2 separate regions of the Rattus norvegicus genome follow, and region 2 is linked to region 1. A link is a contact called in public Hi-C data. All regions are on one chromosome and are shown on one strand. The core of a region is the stretch at or near the end of the contact, and the rest is flanking DNA. Distances in the headings are between cores, read along the strand shown.

The links. Hi-C and Micro-C count contacts between places; a contact is called where the count stands out from the background.
Region 2: a contact with region 1 is called in a Hi-C map of Schwann cells, with 3 times the contacts expected there. The contact joins two enhancer-like sites. A contact is called at or near these places in 2 of 12 Hi-C or Micro-C datasets (Schwann cells and kidney).

What each region holds. Positions count from the first base shown.
Region 1 is chr1:131,094,366-131,100,896 of GRCr8, forward strand. The region is part of intron 2 of Igf1r (insulin-like growth factor 1 receptor); the gene reads left to right. Among named protein-coding and RNA genes, the nearest start is that of Igf1r, 140 kb to the left of the region's middle. Within about 2 kb of position 2,521, at least 45 of the 93 cell types and tissues checked have an H3K27ac peak or open chromatin away from gene starts, as enhancers often do. A contact at or near this core is called in Schwann cells, where this site is marked.
Region 2 is chr1:131,137,930-131,144,079 of GRCr8, forward strand. The region is part of intron 2 of Igf1r (insulin-like growth factor 1 receptor); the gene reads left to right. Among named protein-coding and RNA genes, the nearest start is that of Pgpep1l, 140 kb to the right of the region's middle. Within about 2 kb of position 4,687, at least 85 of the 93 cell types and tissues checked have an H3K27ac peak or open chromatin away from gene starts, as enhancers often do. A contact at or near this core is called in Schwann cells, where this site is marked.

The sequences.
Region 1 (6,531 bases), core at 1,271-3,770:
AAAGGACCTTCACAGGAGGCGTGGGAAAGGGAGATGCTAAAAAGCCTGTGTCCCGAGAGTCACAGAGGGAGCCCTGAGACGGTGGATTGCCTTGGGCGCTGAAGAGAAGAAGATAGTAGGTTCTGAGCCGTATTGTGTGTTCACTGGACAAGAAGACTGTTGATCTCAGGAAGTTTCTGGAAGGAGGCTGAGGCCCTCCAGTAGGGCAGAAATAAGTCTTAGGCCAGGATGGTAGTTCCAAGAATTGGGAGAAGGGGCCAGAGCCCAGATGCGGACTGTACTAACATGTAGAATTGCCCCTCAATAGCCCAGGGGGAGTAGACTTTGAATGTTACTTTCTGTTCCTGCGGGAAGTTTTTATATCTTCAGGTAACTGTGGCCACGTTTCCACTGTTTAAGAAACGTGTTGATGGTTAATACAGGATTTTAACCAGGGGGTCAGGTTATTTGTGCTTTAGAATTCTCTGACCCCGAATCCAAAGAGTAATTCGTGGACAACGTCATAGGTACCTGTTTCCTTTACCTAGAAAGTTCATGTTCATGGCCACAGAGTCCACAGGTCTCCAGGAGCGCTCTTAAAGGACAGCCAGCAAGTCTAAGACAAGTTTCAAAACAAAACTCCAAACTGCTTCAGGCTCTGGTCTAGTTCCTCATAAAGCTTGGCATAATTCCTGTCAGACTTGTTTATTTTTTTTTCTCAGCTTGCTATCTTGATATTTTTGCCTTTGAAGAAGTTATAGAATTATTGCAATTTAATCACAGACATGTATTCTACAAGATCTATTTGATATCTCCTGATTACTTTCATGTCGCTTGGGCCTTCAGTCTTGGATAGAAGCATGAGGCTGGGGAGCTAATCTCCGTGCTCTGGGAGATATGCGTGCTTGGTCCCAGCACTGTGGGGCAAGATGGGTACCCTGTTCTGGAAATGTAGCATGCTTTCCCCATTAATACTAATCCAGAAAACCACCATTTGTATTTGGGCCTATTTCAAGGTTGGACAGTAAGTATACTGAGTTTAATTAATTGATAGTCCCATTAACTATGGGGATTCCTGACTGTCCTTAGAACTTGGTACTTCCCAGTCAAAAACAAACAAACAAACAAAAAAAATAGCCTCCCTGGGTTGTGGAGAAGGCAAAAGCCAGGCTATGAGGGTAGCCATTTAAATAGGCCTAGGTTTGGGGATGGATCTGTAGTCCTGAGGGAACATGGTGATTGCCATTAGGAAAAACATATATATTAAGAATTGAGATAGCTCTTTAGCTTCTCAGATTTTTTACAGCCTACAGAAGGTTTAGATGAAGTGATATCAACATAAAAACAGCCACTATTTAAAAAATGCATCTTCTGGGAAATATATTGCCTCCTTCAATGCACTTTGGCAACCTGTAATAAGCTGGCAGCCCCTGTTTTACTAAGAACTTTTTAATAAAATGGCAGGAAAGGAAAAAAATGGAAGGTGTACCAGCAGATAGGAGTTCCTTTAATAACACAGTGGGTGTTGGGGTTAGTGTTAGAACCACCCAGGCAGGCAAGCAGCTCTGAGAAATGTCCTAGTAGCCTGTGCCTGGCTTGACTAAGAGACCAGCTGCCCTAGAGGGCCCTGCAAACTTCCCAGAGGACGCAGAGGCCGAGCTGGTGTCTGAGCACTTCTCTTTGTTTCGGTTGTTTTCGATCTGTCTTGGAAAATACGGACACAAACCCAGTCCCAGTCCCTACAGCTGCTTGGGCTTTTTATGAATGAGGCCCAGAAGGGGGAGGAGAGGGCTTGCATTACACCAGCCGTTGGGTAATACAATTCATTCACTCTCTGCCATCCAGTCCAGGCTTTTGTTTTAAAGGAAATGACTTGTTTATTTGACAATTCAGATTAGCCTCCCCCTGAGCCCCCCTCCTCCTGGACTTCAGTAAGTTCAAACACTAAAGCTTGTGTTTTTGAGCGTTTGCTCAGTTTATTTGGGTGAAATATTAGGAAAGGTTGATTAAGAAGGGGAGAGGCCTTGTCACCTTGGGGGATCTTGGTTACTCCTCCTTCCCTCTGCTATCGAAGAGGAGAAGCCACGCAGTCTCTTTACCCAGCCTTCAGACCTTTGGGAGCCACTGGAGTGGAGTCTTTTTGGCAAGGTGCTATCCCCTGAGGCCTTCGCAGATCTAAATGTGCCTTCTTACCCTGTGTCCTGGCATGCTTCCATCTCCTGCACTGACATTTCTTTATCTGTGGCATTTAAGGCCCCATTCTTGTGGCCACTAAAATCTGAATTGGAAAGTGTGTGACAAGGGCTGGTCCTCTCCCCACCATTGCTTCCTGCTAGGGGACGAACAAAGAGACCGGCCATTGTCCTGAGCATAAGTGACCCTCTGTCAAAACAAACACCAGTAGAAAGGGGCAGCCTTCGAGTGGGCTCAACACTGGGCTGCATTTCCTCACAAAGAGCACTGTGAGGTCAGAAGGGACCATTCCTTGATGACCATCCTGGGTGTGGAGACATACCACTTCCATTCACAGTACAGATCTGCTGGCCATCTCTGCCACCCTCAGGCACTGGTGTCTGGTTTGTGTCCATGACCGCATGTTTGGGAAAGCACATTCTCTATGAGGCATTATTACCACAACACACACTCTCACACACTCTCTCTCCCTCTCTCCCTCTCTCCCTCCCTCTGTCCCTCCCTCTCTCTCTCTCTCTCTCTCTCCCTCTCTCTCTCTCTCTCTCTCTCTCTCTCTCTCTCTCTCTCTGTGTCTGTCTGTCTGTCTGTCACAAAAGTTAAGGACTCTGTTATGTAAGTCAGATACCAAATAATAGTACAAGAAGTGACCCTGGGTATCCTCAACTTTTAAGTCCCACGAACCTCTCTGAGCTCCATTGCTAGCAAAAAGACTGTGTTTTAGGGCATCTACCAGCTGGTTGCCGCAGACAGAGAACATCCAGATGTTAATGGACTGACTACGCACGTTGCCTTTTCTGCCCATGCTCTGATGCTGCATTAACACACTTGGTGGTGAACTGAAGCACCATGCAAAGGGTAGACACTCAGCGTAGTCACTTTTCCTAGTAACCATGGTTTTAACTCATGCGCGGGGTCCCATTATCACAGACAGGACCTTTCCAAACCCTTAATACTGTAGTTGTTCTGAGTTGTTCTTAGGTTTTCTTGCAGGGAAAGCTGAGGTACATGGCAGGGTGGTTGTGAGCCATCTCACTACAGGTGTAGGTTGTCTGGGAGGGAATGCTATGTCAGCTTGATAGCTGCATCTCATGTATCTTCCTGGCCAGTTTATCTTTCTGGATGATGTGAGTGAGGCATACAGTGTGTACGAACTCTGCCTTGCTGCTGTGGATAGAACTTGGGAGGAAGACAGTGGCAGCGGCTGCTGCTGCATGTGGCTGCTGGAAATTGAACTCAGGACCTCTGGAAGAGCTATCTCTCCAGCCCATGCTTCCTATAACCTAGAGTGAACATCTGGACTAGAGTAGCTGGAGTGAGTTGACAGCAGGATGTGGCTGGTGATTCTAATACAAAGTTCTAACCCTATTCTTACAGCTGTCGGCCCCAGATCAGAGACCAGACAGGAGATAGAGCAAGATCATGAATACTTCCCCTATAGTTTCTTGGTCATAAGTGTGTGTGTGTGTGTGTGTGTGTGTGTGTGTGTGTGTGTGTGTGTGTGTAGTACAAGGGCTATAATGTCATTCTTTTGCACATGGATACCCTCTTTTCCAAGTATCATTTTATATACATACATACATACATACATACATACATACATACATACACACACACACACACACACACTCTCTCTCTCTCTCTCTCTCTCTCTCATTGTAAGGTCTTTTATCAAATACTGGTTGAGTGAAAGTATGTTGATTTTTTTTTTCTCTTTTTATTCCGTATCCAGTTTAGGTGTCTGTTTTTCTGTCAGTACCATACTCTTTAGGTAACTGTAGCATTGCAACAAACATGCACTTGTAAAATTTTGTTTTGGGGCTTTTTTGCTATTGTTTTTGAGACTGTGTCTCATGCAGCCTTGGCTGGCCTTAAACTCTCTATCCTCCTGGCTCCACCTTTGCAGTGTACTCTGAAGTCAGGTGATGCTTTTAGCGTTGCCCTTTTTTTGCCCAGAATTCTGTTGGGCATTCGAGGTCTTGCGGTAGAACACTGCCATACAAGGAGAAGAAATGAAACATGCAGAATGGAAGCTGGGTTGAAGGAGAAGACCCTGTGCCCAGTGGTTGGGTTCTCAGCCGGGGTCAGCTCACTGTAGGGTGGGAGAGGGGACGGAGGACTGAAGAGCAGTTGGTTCGGGGGTGATATCAAGAGAGCAGGGAGGGTTTCAAAAACATTGGGACCAACAACAGCTTCGTGGGTGTGGAACAAGCAGCACACACACTCCAGACCTCGCTCCGTGGAAGTCACTGAGCTCACACCTCAGTCACCATCCAGTTGCACATCAGGGTGTGCAAACATGTGCGTATGTATTGTATTTGCTTTGCATCATGGAAACAAGCTTTTGGGTTCTCCCCTCCCCCCGAGTTGATTCTTCCAAATAATTGAGATGCATGTCTCAGTTCAATAAATGCAAGCCTTTCTTCTCAACCGTTATTGACAGATCTTCGCTAATTAATAATGCGTGATACAAGGCACTATTATGAAACCTGAAGCCCAGGAACTCTTTTGCACATGAAAATGGGTTTTGTTAAAGAGCTTCGGACATCTGTGTGTGCGTGTATGCGATGGGCTCTGTCCATTCTGTGGCATCCTGGCACCGTTGCATCCTGATCCTAGGCTGTCTCTTGGTAAACCACTTCTGGCATTTTCACTCAGAAAGGGCAGAAGGCTTTCACTGTTGCTTTTAAGTGGACATCAGGTGCCAGGAGTTCCATGGTTGAGACACTAGAACCCTGTCCATCACCTGGATATGAGCTACAAAGGGGAGACACGGATAACAGTTAGCCCTGCCCTCCTCCTTTTTTTTTCTTTTTTTTTACATCATCTTCTCCCCTTCCTGTTAGCACTCCTTCTTGAGTTGTTCAACCCCTTTAGCGTCCTGCCTCCTCTATCTTACTTTGCCTCCCCATGGCTCCTTATGTTTTCCCAGATAGGAATTGTACTAATGAAAACGAGAAGTAAATGTAATATGTAACGTTCTGTCGGTAATTGTTTGTTTGCATTTTAGCTTGTCACTGAGCTAATGATATTTTAATTGTAGCTGACTTGAAACACAATGAAAAAGTGGCTTCCTGCTGTTTTGGGTTCTTTTGAGGTTTTTTTCTTTCTTTCTTTTCTTTTCTTTTTTTTTAAGCCCGATTCAGTGACTTGAAGGTAATTTAAAATGTTCGAGCCCCAGAAACATATTTATATTCTACAGCCACGGACTAACCAGGCAGTGCTTGTGTTTAATCATTGGCAGGGCTGTAAGTACAGTAAGGAAAGAAGCAGCCTGGTGCACACATCCATTACATGATTGCTTATGTGCAGGAATCTTACAAACCCTCTCTCACTGCAGCTCTAGAATGTCATACATGGGCAGCTGGGCCAATGCTGTTTGATTTTGCAAGGGAGTCTTCTATTTCTGAATGTTGTTTCATGCGCCAGCTCTCTGAGGCTATGTGAGGACTACAGAAAGAAACAGAAGGCCCAGATAGAGTCGAAGAAGAAGCACACGATTCTCACAGGAACGACTGTGATTTACTTGCTGAATCAGCTTTAAGACTGATGCAGGTTAAACCTCTGTTTGTGTGTGGGGGGGGGGGGGGTTGGGTCGGGGGTACACATTTGTAGACATTTAGAGTGTAGTTCCTAATCCATCTGTTGGAAGAATTGGTGAGCTGCAGAGAACTTTTAAAACAAATGGCATTCTCAGATAAATACAGAATAATGCTTCGTCAACGTTTAGCATTTTTTATGCTGCCACAATATGGCGGTTCTTGGCACTACTAATCCTTGTCCCAAAAAAACTGGGCCAGGAAGATTGCTGTAAGCCAGCCTGGCCTACATGGATGAATTTAAGCCCAGCCTGGGCTACAGATTGAGACCTCAACTCAACAATAAAAAACCAACTCAGCTGCCAGAGTTGACAAACTGGGCAAGAAGTTCAAAAAGAGCCTGGATTGGACACCTGAGTTGACCTCCACCACAGGCACCCACACAAGCAGTTCTCATGGGTTCCTCCTCTTTGCATTTACAAGTGTTGCTCTAGGGGTATTTACCTCAGGCATGGCGTGTGCCTTCGTGTCTGCGCAGGGCCACAGTTCAGAGTGATGGGCTGATGTGTATTGTTTACCCCTTGTGAGGGTGCCAGGGGCTTCTCCATCTTGGGAAGAGAGATTTCAGCTACCCTAGAGCCTCTTTATCTGCACAACCCATGCCTGCTTTGGTTGCCCTCTGAGCTGCAACCTGTCATGGTTCTTGAGAGCCCAGAGAAAGTATTTGATCTCCCATCCTGTTTAAATAACTAAATATCTAATCTTGGTTTTTTAGAAGAAACTTAAAAATAAAAGCTGCACTAGTTCTGGTAAGTCAGAACTT
Region 2 (6,150 bases), core at 3,437-5,936, 46 kb after region 1:
ACAGAATAATGGAACAGGATGGGAAATTCAAATGTGGATGTGAGAGCATGTGGCCATTCATTGTTTAATAAGATGGCGTTTTATGTCGGTGGAGCAGAGATGTGTGTGCCTCACGAAACTGATGTTGGAGCATGGGTCCATCTTTCTTAGACTCCAAGTGAATCCAAAGTCCTTTTTATAATATCTGAGTAATCAGAGCCCCCCGTGCTTGAAAATCTCAAATATTCAGTCACATACTCTGATAGCAAATCTGTAGGAAAACAGCCCCACTTGGCAGAGGGGCCTGGAAGGTGGCACTTTTTTTTTTTTTTTTTTTTTTTTGGTGGAATGGAATTCGCCAGCGTTTCCAAAGTACCAGTGCCTGTGCCCTTTGACGTGGTAATTCTCCCAGGACAGTCACCCACAGACACACCAGCACACACGTGAAGCAACAGGTGCACAAGGCCACTTTAACATGGCACTGTCTGAAATGACAAACTATGAGGACAAATTCCATCAGGAGAGGGAGAAATGGGTTTAACTCGGTGTCTCTAAAACCTGCTTTTTCATTAGAATCATCTGGGGCTTTGTTTCTACTATTTCATTTTAAGGTTCACGTGATAGCCTCTAAACCAGCCAGATCCGTTTCTGGGGAAGTAGCAGTGATTTAAATGCACAGACAAGGTTGGAGACGACTCAGGGTTATCTACAGAGTAGAATGTGGTCTGCAAAGATAAAATGGCCTTTATCTTTTTTAAATACTTGCATGGGTATATAAAATGTGCTTTGATGACCACCCATTATCTTCTGTTTGTCCCTCCCTTCTCTTCTGTGTCTCCTCCCTCTGAACAAGGCCTTCCTTTTATTTAAGAAAAAAAATACACAGGTGAGAGAGACTTTGGTCAGGCCAGTGTCTCTTCAGATGATTTTCCACTCCTTAACTCCCCACCAATGGTTTAGTTCTGTCCTTTACATCTGCTAGGACTGTATACTCACAGCACATTTCCTTCATCTTTTCTTTCCGTTGATGGGTACCTAAGCTGGTCGCATTGCTTGGCTGCTGTTGACGATGAGGATGTGTTGTGTGCTGGCCTAGCATCACTTCTGTACATCCTGAAGTGGGGTAGCAGCTCTTTTGACCATATTGGCTCCCATGGAATCTAAACTCCTTTCTTTTTATTTCCACCAGCAGTGCTCACGGGCCTATTTCCCCCTGAGTCCTTGCCAATGTTTGTTGATGGTTGTCTTGATGTGCTCTCTGTTGTGAATGGGGTGAGATTTGAATCTCGGTGTGGTTTACATTAGCATTTCCCTGGTGGCTAAGGGTGTCAGCATTTCTCATGTATGTATTGGTCTTTTGTGCTTCTTTTGAAAACTGTCCATTTGATTAATTTGCCCATTTATTGGTTTGATTATTTGTTCTTTTGACATTTAAATTTTGTTCTTTATATATTCAGTGTATTAATCCCTTGTCAGATGAAAAGCTAACAGATTGTCTCTCCATTGTCTCCTTTGCTGTTCAGCTTTTTAATTTGAAATCCTATTTGTTAGTAGAGAAGACATTTCGTTTGTAAACATAGACAGATCTAGAATACATTAAGTAACAAAGGAAAAAAATGGCCTACTTACTGAAAGCCAAATGAGTGTATTATTTATCTTTTATTTTATCTGGTATTATTATTTATCTTTTATTTTTTATTTTTAAATTAACTGGGTAATACTAGCCCACACCTTTTTTTTTTCTTTTTTTTTTTTTTTTTTCGGAGCTAGGTACTGAACTCAAGGCCTTGCACTTGCTAGGCAAGCGCTCTACCACTGAGCTAAATCCCCAACCCTCTCCCACACCTTTTTTTTTTAATTATTTATTTTATTTATATGAGTGCACTGTCACTTTCTTCAGACACACTAGAAAAGAGCATCAGATCCCATTACAGATGGTTGTGAGCCACCATGTGGTTGCTGGGATTTGAACTCAGGACCTCTGGAAGAGCAGTCAGTGCTCTTAACCACTGAGCCATCTCTCCAGCCCCAGTGTTATTATTTATGATGCTTGATAGGGTCTGTAATCACCAAAAAGACAAGCCTCTGGGCATTCCTATAAAGGACTGTCTTAACTAGGTTAACTTAGGCAGGAAGACTAAGACTTGGACAGCACCAATCCCTGTCCTTAGAAGCAGTGTGGTGATCAGCACCCTGACGATCAGGCCACCATGTTTGCCTCACTATGATGGGCTTTCAGCCAAAACACTCCCTCCAGGCTTTACATTGTTTTTATTGGTTATTTGTTCCCAACACTGTGGGGAGTAATTAATATACTATATATTTTAAATATTTTGTTAGTTTTGGTTTTAAACCATGTGATGTATTAACCTGTGCCAGAACAAATTCTATTCACAAGCAAGTATCTGTAATTTTAAGGCAAAATCGGGTACCAATCTTTATAAGTTTACCTTTTCCCACCATTAAAGGTTTAGAAGTACGAAGGATCAAAGGAACGGTGACGAATCTCACACTAGGGTATATGCAGAGACTGTGAGCCCTGGCTTTGGAACCCCACAATTCTCAGAACACTGGATATTGCTATATGGGGGACGGAATAGACTGAGCAAGTCAGTAAATGGTCAGATAGAAAAGGAGATGATAGTTCAGGGTCGTGATGAAAACGAATCAGGGATGTGCACAGTTGCCAGGATGAAGGGTGAGTAAGAGTCAGCCTCAGAGACAGAGGAGGCCTTCAGCTGGAAAGCAGGGAGAGACCATCAGAGACACACAAAGAACATGGTGCTGCTCCACCCCTACAGAGTGGGAATGTGTTGATTTTGTAGACATATGGGTGACACCACTTTGAAATTTTGCTTTTCACCTCTTCCTTTACCAACAAACCAAATGCTAGTTCTGGCTTTGTAGCTAATGCTGGTCAGAGAAACAAATATGGAAAGAGACCTCTCTGCTTTTGGTGCACAGCATAGTTGGTTGGAGCTTGTGAAAGGTATGCCAAGAGAGGAAGTGATTTTAGGCAGAGTGGAAATTTGCCAAGTAGAGAAAACAGAGTTGTTGACCTGGCAGAGAAAACACATTGATTGCATGTGTGTAAGAAACCGCCGAAAAACTTTCAGGGGCAGGCATGCTCAGGATGTAAGGGAGGAGTCCTAGAAACATTTGGCAAGTTTGCAGTAGGCACTTAGTATGAGCCCATCTCCACTGAAGACCCAAATCAGAAGATAATACCATCCCAGGCCTCAGGAAGTTCAGGGTCTTAATGACGGTAGGCAGTCCTAGGAGCGGAGTCTACATACAGCATTAAAAACCCTATCAGAGACTTAGTGCTAGGAAAAAAATTTTCATTCTTCTGCAAGAAGTGGGGTAGCTGGGCCAGGGAGAACAGTGGAGAACAGTGGCCTCTCCTGGGCAGGCATGGGTAACGTCTAGAAAGCATAAAAACCAACGTTGAGTAAAAGGATGTGTGTGGTCTGGGCAGGGACCTGGGAACAGAACAAAGTGTCTGGAGGGAGGGTGCCTACAAAGCAAAAAGCTACTGGTTTAGGGTCTGATGCCAGGCTGCAAGGACCAAGGAAAGCCTAAATCCATGTTTTATACAGCAAAGGTGGTGTGGGGTGAGCATTTATGGGGGCTGCTTGTGGCATGCCCCATAGAAGACAGGCTGAGGGAGAACACCAACTAGGGCAGCAAAGGATAATGCCAGGTGGCCAGTTTGCACCAAGTTACCTCCTACAAGGTACCAGTTATCGATGTCTTGAGCATGGAAAATGGCAACATGGTCTCCGCATGTTAAAGTGTATAGCATCAACAAGCATCAGAAGTGGAGAGCCGGATTGGCTGGCCTCCTAGTTCCCTTTTGCATTGAGGGGACTTGCTCCGGATAGCGACTTGTGTAGACTTCTGAGCACGATTATGTGCCAGAGTAAGCAAAGCCCCCATCCTAGGAGCAGATGGTTTCCTCCGCCTGGGGTCCTGTAAGGATGGTGAGGCTGGAATGAGGGAATGGGAGATTCAAGCGAGACTGGCAGAAATATGAACAGGGCAAGTTAACCGCTTATTTCTTACCAGGTGGTCCCAACACCATCATGTCTTGTTTCTTTTTGTGTATGTTCTCCATTCCCAACCGCTCTGAATAGGCTCAGAGCTCCTAAAACTTGCTATCAAAAGATGTAGCTGGGTGTCTAGTACACCAGCATGCCATTAATGGCGTATTGTGTACTGCAACAATTTTAGTGTGTGGTTTAAAGCAACTTCATAAAAGACAAATTTAAAATTTTATTCGACAGTGAGAAGGGGGCTTCTGGACAAAAGGGACTAAATCGGTTATCATTCCTTTGGAGAGTTTTTCAGCCCTACATGAAGAAGAGAAAACGATGAAAACAAAACCTTTGAGGTTCTACACAGAACAAAAAAACGATGTGTCGCTGAAAGTCAGCAGTTCTGGCGCGGGGGCTCCAAATGACGCCTCCAGGTGCTGACTTTTGAGGGCACCCCCTTCTTGCCCTCCCTGCTGCGGCAGCCGAGGTTCCTTTTGTCTCGGGTGCTTCCCCACCCCGCCCTGCCTGCCAGAGGGAGCTGGCATCGCGCGCCCTCCCCACCGCCCCTGGACCAAGGTTGTTTACTACTTTCTACTCGGAATAACACGCCAATCACCAGGGCCCGCCCTCCCTCTCAGCCAATCGGTTTGTTGGGAAATTCCACCTTTCCAAAGGGCCCAGGCAGTGATTGGCTGGAGGACTTGTCAGTCAAGTGGGCATCCCGCAAGGATGCAGCTGGAGTATTAGGGACGCGATCACCAGAGCCGAGGAGGAGTAACCTTCCCATAAACAAGATGGGGGCCCCCCAAGAAAGCACGGATTGGGGTTGGGAGCTGAAGCCCAGCCCAACCCCGGGGCCCCACCGGAGCCGAGAGGGCCGAGCGCAGAGCCGGGGAATCCCTCCCTCCGCCTCCCGCCCTTGCTGCAGTTGTAAACACGCTTCCCTCCATGTCTGTTTTTCTTTCTCTAACCGTGGCCATTACAGGCTGCTGTTTACAAAAATCCTGCAGGGTAGTGCTGTTCTCTAGGATCCTGTCCTCCATTCCCCTTGCCCCAGGACCCTTTTTCATGCTTTTCTTTTCTTTTCTTCCCGCTGCTAGGCACAAACTGAAGGAATCTATTGGGTCGTGCAAGCTTGTTTTCCTTTTATTGCTGCAAGCAAAGCAAGTCATGCTGTAGCAGCAGCACCATTTCCCAGGAGAACGGGCTGGCTGGAGCACCATGCAACCTAAACAGGCGCCGCTCTAGAAGGACTGGCTGGGCTTTTGTTGTTGTTATTATTATTGGTGGTTTGAGTCAAGCTAAATGTTATTTTGATTCTGCATTTTCTTCCAAAATTCGTCTTGAAATCTATCCCCACTCACAGGTTTGGGATTTACACCACCACCCGGCGCACGCCCCTTTCCATAAAGGCAGTATTGTGTTGAACTAAATGTTTTTTTCTACCTTCTCTGATCTGAATCAGGTTTCCCATTTCTAGCAGCACAATGTAGTTGTATTCTGTGTGGTAGGGGCGTAGTGGACATGAATTATTTGCGACAGGGTTGCCTGAAAGATGTGGGGTGGAATTTGCGTGGCGCGGAACAGTTCCAGTGCCCAAGGTTCTGTTACTCTGGCTCCAAGCAGGAAGCGCAGGCAATATGGCAAAACACAGCACGTGGCATCCCATTCAAAAACGCTCTTTTCTAGAAGCTAGTGTTGCAGAGGACATCTGATCTTGCCTGGCTTTTTTCCCCCTTTCACGAGCAGAAAAACTAACGTATGGAAATTTGTTGTAGATATTTAGTAGGAAATTAAGCCGAAAGACATGGTTTGGAAGTTCTGGTGAGAAGCTGAAGGACCTTGTGGACATGCTTTACAAGATTTACGGTTGTAGGAATTGTAACCTCAACAGAGGAGGCCTCAGACCTCTGGGCTCCTCTGGTCTCACACCCTGCAAAGTTGTGGAACCCTTGAGGACCTTAGGGAACATGCTGAAAGGGAAGGCGGTTGCAGGAAGAAATGTGGGTGGGCCTAGTATGTCCTGGCCAGGATTGGATTCCCAGGAGTAGCTTCCACTACCTGTGTGCGTTTGTGAAAGACTCCAGTTTCCAGTTATGAAAGCCTGACTGGGATCTCAAATGATCAAATTAGT